2 separate regions of the Mus musculus genome follow, and region 1 is linked to region 2. Evidence: chromatin contacts called from public Hi-C data. All regions are on one chromosome and are shown on one strand. The core of a region is the stretch at or near the end of the contact, and the rest is flanking DNA. Distances in the headings are between cores, read along the strand shown. Region 1 overlaps Gabrb1 (gamma-aminobutyric acid (GABA) A receptor, subunit beta 1). Region 2 overlaps Gabra4 (gamma-aminobutyric acid (GABA) A receptor, subunit alpha 4).

What was found. Hi-C and Micro-C count contacts between places; a contact is called where the count stands out from the background.
Region 1: a Hi-C map of cortical neurons shows a contact between it and region 2, with 4 times the contacts expected there. The contact joins two enhancer-like sites. A contact is called at or near these places in 3 of 484 Hi-C or Micro-C datasets (cerebral cortex and cortical neurons).

Annotation. Positions count from the first base shown.
Region 1 is chr5:71,968,584-71,972,290 of GRCm38.p6, forward strand. All of the region lies in intron 4 of Gabrb1 (gamma-aminobutyric acid (GABA) A receptor, subunit beta 1), which reads left to right. Among named protein-coding and RNA genes, the nearest start is that of Commd8, 200 kb to the right of the region's middle. Within about 2 kb of position 1,993, at least 20 of the 459 cell types and tissues checked have an H3K27ac peak or open chromatin away from gene starts, as enhancers often do. A contact at or near this core is called in cortical neurons, where this site is marked.
Region 2 is chr5:71,603,209-71,607,032 of GRCm38.p6, forward strand. All of the region lies in intron 8 of Gabra4 (gamma-aminobutyric acid (GABA) A receptor, subunit alpha 4), which reads right to left. Among named protein-coding and RNA genes, the nearest start is that of Gabra4, 53 kb to the right of the region's middle. Within about 2 kb of position 1,458, at least 12 of the 459 cell types and tissues checked have an H3K27ac peak or open chromatin away from gene starts, as enhancers often do. A contact at or near this core is called in cortical neurons, where this site is marked.

The DNA of each region.
Region 1 (3,707 bases), core at 743-3,242, 370 kb after region 2:
AGAGTACACAGAATTTAGTGAATTTCAATGCACTAATTCCCAGTGGCATATAACTGCTATGGGAAAGTTGAAGCCCCTGAATCACCAAGGCTTTATGCCCCATTAAGAAAGAGGTTTCCATGATGCACTTCTCTATTAAGTCGATGTTTCTTAGGCAAGCTTGATTACATTGGGGCAGAACAGACGATGGAGCATTTAACGGAAAGCAAGACTGCACTGGAACATAATCGAATAACAGAAATCACTTTTCGTTAAATTAATTCTGCAAAAAAAAAATCATTTCAATTAGTCGCATGCAGACAGAGAGGGTCTGGTGAAGTGTGGGACTGAGATGGTCATGCTGGCAGTGTCCAGGATGGATACAACTAAAAACGACAGTGCCCGTGCCCAGGCTCACCTCCTTCCCCATGTTCTTTTGTGCCTTGTTATCGTTTTCTGTATTTTTCCATCTCCCCAGAGGCTTTGTCCTGTTAAATATGCCTATGGCACATACTTCATAGATGGGAGCTGATGATCAAGGTACAGGATTTAACTCTACCCCCTCTGCACAAGAAAATGGGACCAGTATTTCTGTTCCTCTTGTAATGGAAGTTCAGTACAAGAGCAGTTTCCCAAGTCATGCAGACAGAGAGCCCACTGTTTTTGCGACTTTACTACGCTGTCATTTCACAACACACTACCCATCAGCCTTGTCTCTTCCTTTCCCAGACTTTTACAACCAGACTCCCAACAAAGGTCCTTTGTAGAGGACCCAACAAAGACCAGCCTCAGCTAGTCCACCCAAAATGCTCATCCCTATGTCCACAGTGCAGTTACTGCCTTTCCATCTTGCCCTTGCCCTTAAACCACTGATATCCTGTGAAAAAAATATGGAGGTGGTTCAGTCTCTGCGAGCCCCCCATGGCCCATTTTATTGACTCTATAGGTCTCCTGTCCTTGACCCCTCTGGTCCCTCAATTCTATCCTCCACTCTTCTACAAGACTCCTGGAGCTCCACCTGATGTTTGGCTGTGGGTCTCCCCATCTGTTTCCATCCACTGCTGGATGAAGCCTCTCACGAGACAGTTATGGTAGACTCCTGTCTGCAAGCACAGAAGAGTATCATTACTACTGTTAGGAGTTTGTTCTCTCACGGGGGCTGGACCTAAATCCCCTACACATTTGTAGCAGATACGCAGCTTGGTCTTCACGTGGGTCCTCTAATAGTTGGAGCAGAGGCTGTCAATGATTCTGTTGCCTGCCATCACTGGATTGCCCAGTTGGACCTCTGTGGAAGAGGATGCACTTAGTCCTGCTTCGACTAGATATCCCAGAGCTGGGTGGTGCCCAAGGGAGTCTTCCCCTTTTCTAAGGAGGGGAGGAAAAGATAAGGGCAGGGGGGGAGGAATTTGTAAGGGCGAGACTAGGATGAGAGGAAGGCAGGTGTGATTGGGATATAAACTGACTAAATAAATTAATGAAAAAATGTGGAAGGTGATTAGATTCAAATAAGATGGGAAAGTCATTATTTGCTAGATCTGAATTCACGCATGCACCAAGCTTGTTTTGGTTTCAACCTTGGATGCCTTTTTCCTGAATCTCACCTGTGCTTTAGAAGCCCGTGTTGGCTGTCTGTTGTTGCTAAAATGAGGAATAATTCCTGCCTATTAGCAAGTGAGTTTACCTCCAGGAAACCACTGAAAATCAGTAGAAATCAGAAGAGCTTCAGCAGGAGCCTAAATTAATCTACAGGAGCCTTTCAGAGCTGTGAGCAGTATGAGTCCCCACACAACAAGGTCAGCCCAGTCACGATTTTGGCTCTGCTTTTAAAGTGGAAATGATTTCTGAAAGACAACTTGCCTGTTGATTTATGTTAGGGAGTGGGGGTGGCAAAAAATAAATAAATAAAACAACAAAACATTAAGAAAATATGACTAATCAAGAGCCATAAGCCTGGAAAACAGAAGCGCCTGATTAGTGATGCAAAGCTGGGATCATGTCTTCTTGTATTTGTCAAAATGGGGAACATAAAATCCTGCTAACCTATTCAGCTAGCTGAAAGGTTTCCATGACAACGGTGGGAACACGGAACATTCAGTCCCCTTGTCTTCAAAAATAACCTTTCAGTATAGGCGAGAGATTGTTAAAGGCACTAACCCGCTTCACCTGGGTAGTCCAAGGTAACTATAGCTGACCAGAATCTTGGTCTCTTTCTACTCAGTAAGAACATCGAAAGGTCTGTTTATCCTATAGCTCAGAACAAAATTGAAGGTGATTCAGCCCACAATAAACTATGCTTGGTTTCAGAAGGTTAAAGTTTTTTCAGTTTGTACACTCATTAGCTCCCCCGCCCCCATGCCTTGACACAGGAATGAGAACTCACTCCTATGCAGGACCTTGTATATATATAAAACTTGGGGGTTTCTTTTTACTTGCTCTTTAAAGGCAGTTAAGTTGAAAAGAGAAAATGCAATTATCTTATAATTTTTTCCTGCCTCAACACCTTTTCTGATAAACAATATAGAGAAAATTAAGAAATAAACATATATGAGCATATATCTATCTGTATTCCTATGTAATGTACATACTGTATCTCTATTTTAATTTTTAACTAACATATTTCTTAAGTCAGACTACATGGGTAAGCATAGATTATGGATGAATGTCATCAAATATGGGAGATCATCATATGGTGGTCATGTTTCCAAGCGTGGGTCTACAAAGAACCAAATCATACTTTAATGAGTACGCTGGTGCAATTAACCTACCTCATTTGGCATTCCTGTTTCTCCAAGAGCGAGGTTCTGATCAGGCCTATTGGCTGCCAATCCAACGTGGAGCCTCTCTTCCCCGGTTTAGTCGACCTCTGCCCAGGAGGCACGTTTAGTTCCAAGTGCTTCAAATGGTAGAATCGATAGAGTCCAGGGGACCACCACATCAGCCTTTATGGTGAAAGACATCTTTGAGAACTCCACTTGAGGATAGACAATTCCATATCTTCTTTCTAAGACATAGTCTCCATGGAGTTGCAAGAAGGGACAGAAGCAGTAAGGGGAAGGGCATGGTGGAGACATTGAAAAGAATGAAATATACCAAGCAAACTTGAGACTGCTCTGTGATCTCAGGTGTCAGTGAGGGGCTAGAACTTGAGTCCACCACCCCCCCCCCAATATTTTTATTTATAGGAATTCTAAATAGCAAAGACTTTTTTTCCCAAAATGTAATAGCGGAAGCTACAGAGGAGGAGTTCTTTTTCACTTTTGAAACATTCCTCAATTCTGTAGCCTACATGGGAGCTAATCACAAGGACTCCCTCTTTGTTCACTTACTGTGAAGGAGCTGTGCTGTTCCTAACCCTGGGAAAGGGAGGACTCAGAATCACTCAGACTCTCTGTGGATGCAACTCATCCTCTTGGCACCTGCACTGCACTTTATATTGGATTCTAAATCAGCAGGAGAAGCCTTGTGGTGGCAAAATGAAGAGTTGGGCTGGCGTGACTTAGAGCTCTAAGTGTAAGCATCTCTATGAAACAGTGAGTATCCAGGACTTTCCCTTAAAGTATGCCATGTAAAACCATTCATTGATTATTCCCATTTTTTTGTGTTGCAATTTTTACCTTTACAACTTATTTTGCCTGATATGTAAAATTTCCAAGACTGGAAGGACTTTGAAATTTAGATTTCCTTTCGCTGTTATTAGTATTTGTTATATTTCACTTTAAACAGCT
Region 2 (3,824 bases), core at 208-2,707:
AAGATGCAGCATCATCACTGTGGAGAACTGAATTTTGAACCCTACTGCCAATACTAATTAACCCCCAATCCTTATTTCCCACAGAATTTCAAGGGCGGAGGTGAAGACTTCCAGTAATCTACAGTGATTCTAGTAACAAGTAGAGGATGCTTTAATTTCCTGCAAGCAGTGGTATCATCTTCAGGCTGTGATCAAGCCATCCCATTCTAGTCCCTTAAGATCTCTTCGCTTCACTGTGTAATGTTAATACTTCCTTGAATCCCATGGAAGTGAAAATGTTCAGACTGTGGTTTTCTGCATTGCAACCCGCATCCCCCTTGCTTAAAATATTCCATTTCAGTCCTGACAAACTACCTGACACATGAAATTATATTGGATACCAGTCACTATTATTTTGTATTTTGAAGCTATTTATTCTGAAGCTACTGGTAAAAACTAGCTGACGGCATCTCTGGAAGATCCCAGAAATCACTGACCAAAGAAAGAGCATCATGAGAACTGTTTTGTATTCCACGGAGTGCTATGAAAGTCCTACGGTTCGTGGTTTGCTAAATTTTAGCTTCTTATGTAACAGGGTCTCAAAGCTGAAACTAAGTGGATGCTTGGTAAAGTGTTGACTCACATCCAATAAAGCAATGGCCAACATCCCGTGGGCATGAGAGGATGGTTGTAATATATAAAAAGAAGTCCAAACAGCCTGATACCTTGCATGGAACCTGGCACAAACAAAGCATCCAACAAACATTTCTTGAAAGACTGAACAAATGAATTTGCACAAGCATGAGAGCCTTTGGCAGTGCTGAGAGGACCACATACATGGCATAAGCTATCATTTCATCACAAAGCATGATTAAAGAGCCATCAGAGGAAACCAAACTTAATCAGATTATAAAGTCTTGTGAAATTAATAAGAGAAAATGCAATGCCATTTTGAGTTCTTGTTATACTTTGAAAGGCTGCTGGTCCCTTGGTTTAAAAGTACCTTTCTAGCAGACTGAAATCAGTATTTTTTTTGTCTTTCTCATGTTGTTCTTTCCTTTGTTTCTGTAGGAAACAGTGACTTCCAGGGATCCAAGATGACACAACACAGATTGCCAAATTGCATGCCACCCTGCAGTTGCCAAGGAGATAATGTATGTCATTCCTACAAATAACATGTTGCTCATGCCTTCGTTTCCTTTATCTAGCTTTTTAAGATATTTTTCGCCTGAGCGAAATGCAGATTGTGTTCACCGTGAACTGATGGAAACATTCTGTTTTAAAAATTTTGTTTACCCCATTCCCCCAAGGCACTGGATCGCATTACAAATGCCGCTTTTGGACGGTCTGAACATATTTTACACTGATTTTGGAACCGGTGATTCAGCAGTTTTTACTGGGGGTGGAGGGCATCCTGAATACTGTCTGCCTGTGTTCTAAGTAAAAGTCCAATTAAATCCACACCTGGCACTAAAATATTCCAGTTTGAAATGGCCTACCACCAAAGCAGCTGCACTCAGTTGAATGTCAGTGGAAAAGAAGGGAAGCAAAGGGAGATGAAGGAAAGGAAGAGGACTGTAGAAGGACAGAGGATGAAAAGGCAGGATAAAAGGAAAGAAAATCAGCAGGCACTTACGGAGCACCTGCTGTGTCTCGAAGAGGGAAAAAAAAGAATTGGTCAATTTTAAGATACTGGTGGACATGCTAATTAGCAAAAGGCAGGCACAGTGTTTGCACCTGGGTACAGGTGAGTTGATTAGGACAGACTGCCTCATAGAGGACAGCATACCCAATGACCCCAGAACAGTGGGCAGGAAAACAGCAGCCCGTGAGATCCTAGGACTGAGCTATAAAACTTCCAGGGTATCTTGCTTGATGGCAGTAAAAGTGGCTGGAATCAAAATCACCCGAAAGACATCTTTACCCCAATGCCTCACAAACAATTCTTGAGTTTTCAGCTTGACTATCCTACGGTGTAATGAAAATAGTAACATCCAGTGATAGGGTATTGCAAGGGGTGTTGTGTATAGCCATTTGAAGTTGTGTCCTTATCATCTTATTCCACTACCTTCTCTCAGTATTTCCAGAGAACTCTGCCCCAGAAAAAAATGTTCTCAGAACTCCAAAATATTCTACCCATGAATCTAGATAGGCTGGAACCATGAACACTCAGCAATAAGAGTTGCACTGAGCGTCCGATCAGTACTTTAACCACAAACAGCACTGTTTTTATCCTTCAGAAATCTATCAAACTATTATAATAAACATGGAGACCCTCAGCTAGAGCAAATAGGATCTTCATGCCATGAAGAGAGAACACAGAGGAGTAAACCCAGTCATCAGGCTGTGAAGAGCATTCCAACTGGAGAGGAACATTATGGTGAGCTAGTGGAAAGGGGGAGCTTGGAATTACATCTCATTGCCTGCATAGCTGGGAGTATGTGACTGTGCGCACTCTACTGTGCCGGCAGATCGGCCCAGAATAAACATCCATAATGCTTTATTGCATGTAGCAATTTCTGAGATGAAGCTGCACAATGATTTCGGCTGCACAACACGGTTCTAAATCAGGTCTATCAGTAAAAAACCACAATCCAAGCAAGAGTATTCTTGCCAGAATGGAACACTTGGGCTCATACCAACCTCTTGCTAATGTGAGTCCATTGTATATTCTTATTCAGAACAACAAACAGGATTAACCCTTTTAGGACCTCCTACATGCTCCATAAAACATCCCTAAAATTGAAAGCACTTAGTGAGCAAAGCGTCTCTCAGGACAAAGACCAGACAATGTGCCTCAGGATCCCTCCCCTCACGTTAGTAATTTTTACTTCACTGTTCTTGTCTTGCCTCACAAATGGCCAAAAATCCACTCCGTAGATTTGTCCTAAATGAGGAAAATAGTCTAATAAAATTTCTGAGAATAAAAACCTGATGTTTTCTGTCTTAAATTATAAAACAATTTGCTAGTGTTTTATATAATCACTATAGCACAGAAAAGCATTCGAGAGTCTCTCCCCTTTTCTCCCCTCCCACTATCCCTTCCTCTGTATGTGAGACAGAGTGTAACTATCTATTGGTTTATCTTCCATAAGTGTGTGTGTGTGTGTGTGTGTGTGTGTGTGTGTATCCTTCTCTTAGAAGAAACTCAGAAACAGCTATGATTTCTAAAAGTATGACTGACTAGTCAGTCTTAATAGTTACAAAATTACTGAATACCAATCAGAAAATTAGGTGTGAAACTTAATTATTCTAAATTGTCTCATGGGTTTCTGGAATCCTCTATTAACTGTAATTTTTGCCATTAACTCTACTATAAAATAACAATTACAGTCACATATTCATTACATGCTACTTGAGATTTTTTTCTAATATGCTCCAGCTCTGAGAAACATGTAGAAAACTATTTTGATCAATTAAAAATGTGCCTAGACTGTGCCTACACATATTCAAACTCAATGATGTATTGATATATTTCCTTATACACATTTGCAGTAATGTTTTAGACAAAATGAATTTGCCGTGCTACAATGAATATTACTCATTACAGACATATAATATCGAATGATTTATGGAATTCTGAAAGATGAACGTAACTCATAAAGAAATAGTGGGGAAAAGAGTTTAAGTAATACAGATGAAATATTAAACATTCTAAGGAATTCATTTTTAATGAACATAAAAACAAACAGGAATTCCTATATAAAAGTCTAATTCTATTTCTTATGAATTGCTGGAGGATACTAAAATAGCTTTCTGTCAGCCGCTCAGGTCCCCATTGACTATAATCTATTTTAGTCCCCAAATGTATTCTTGTTCTGTGGATAATAGGTAACCTCCTTGGT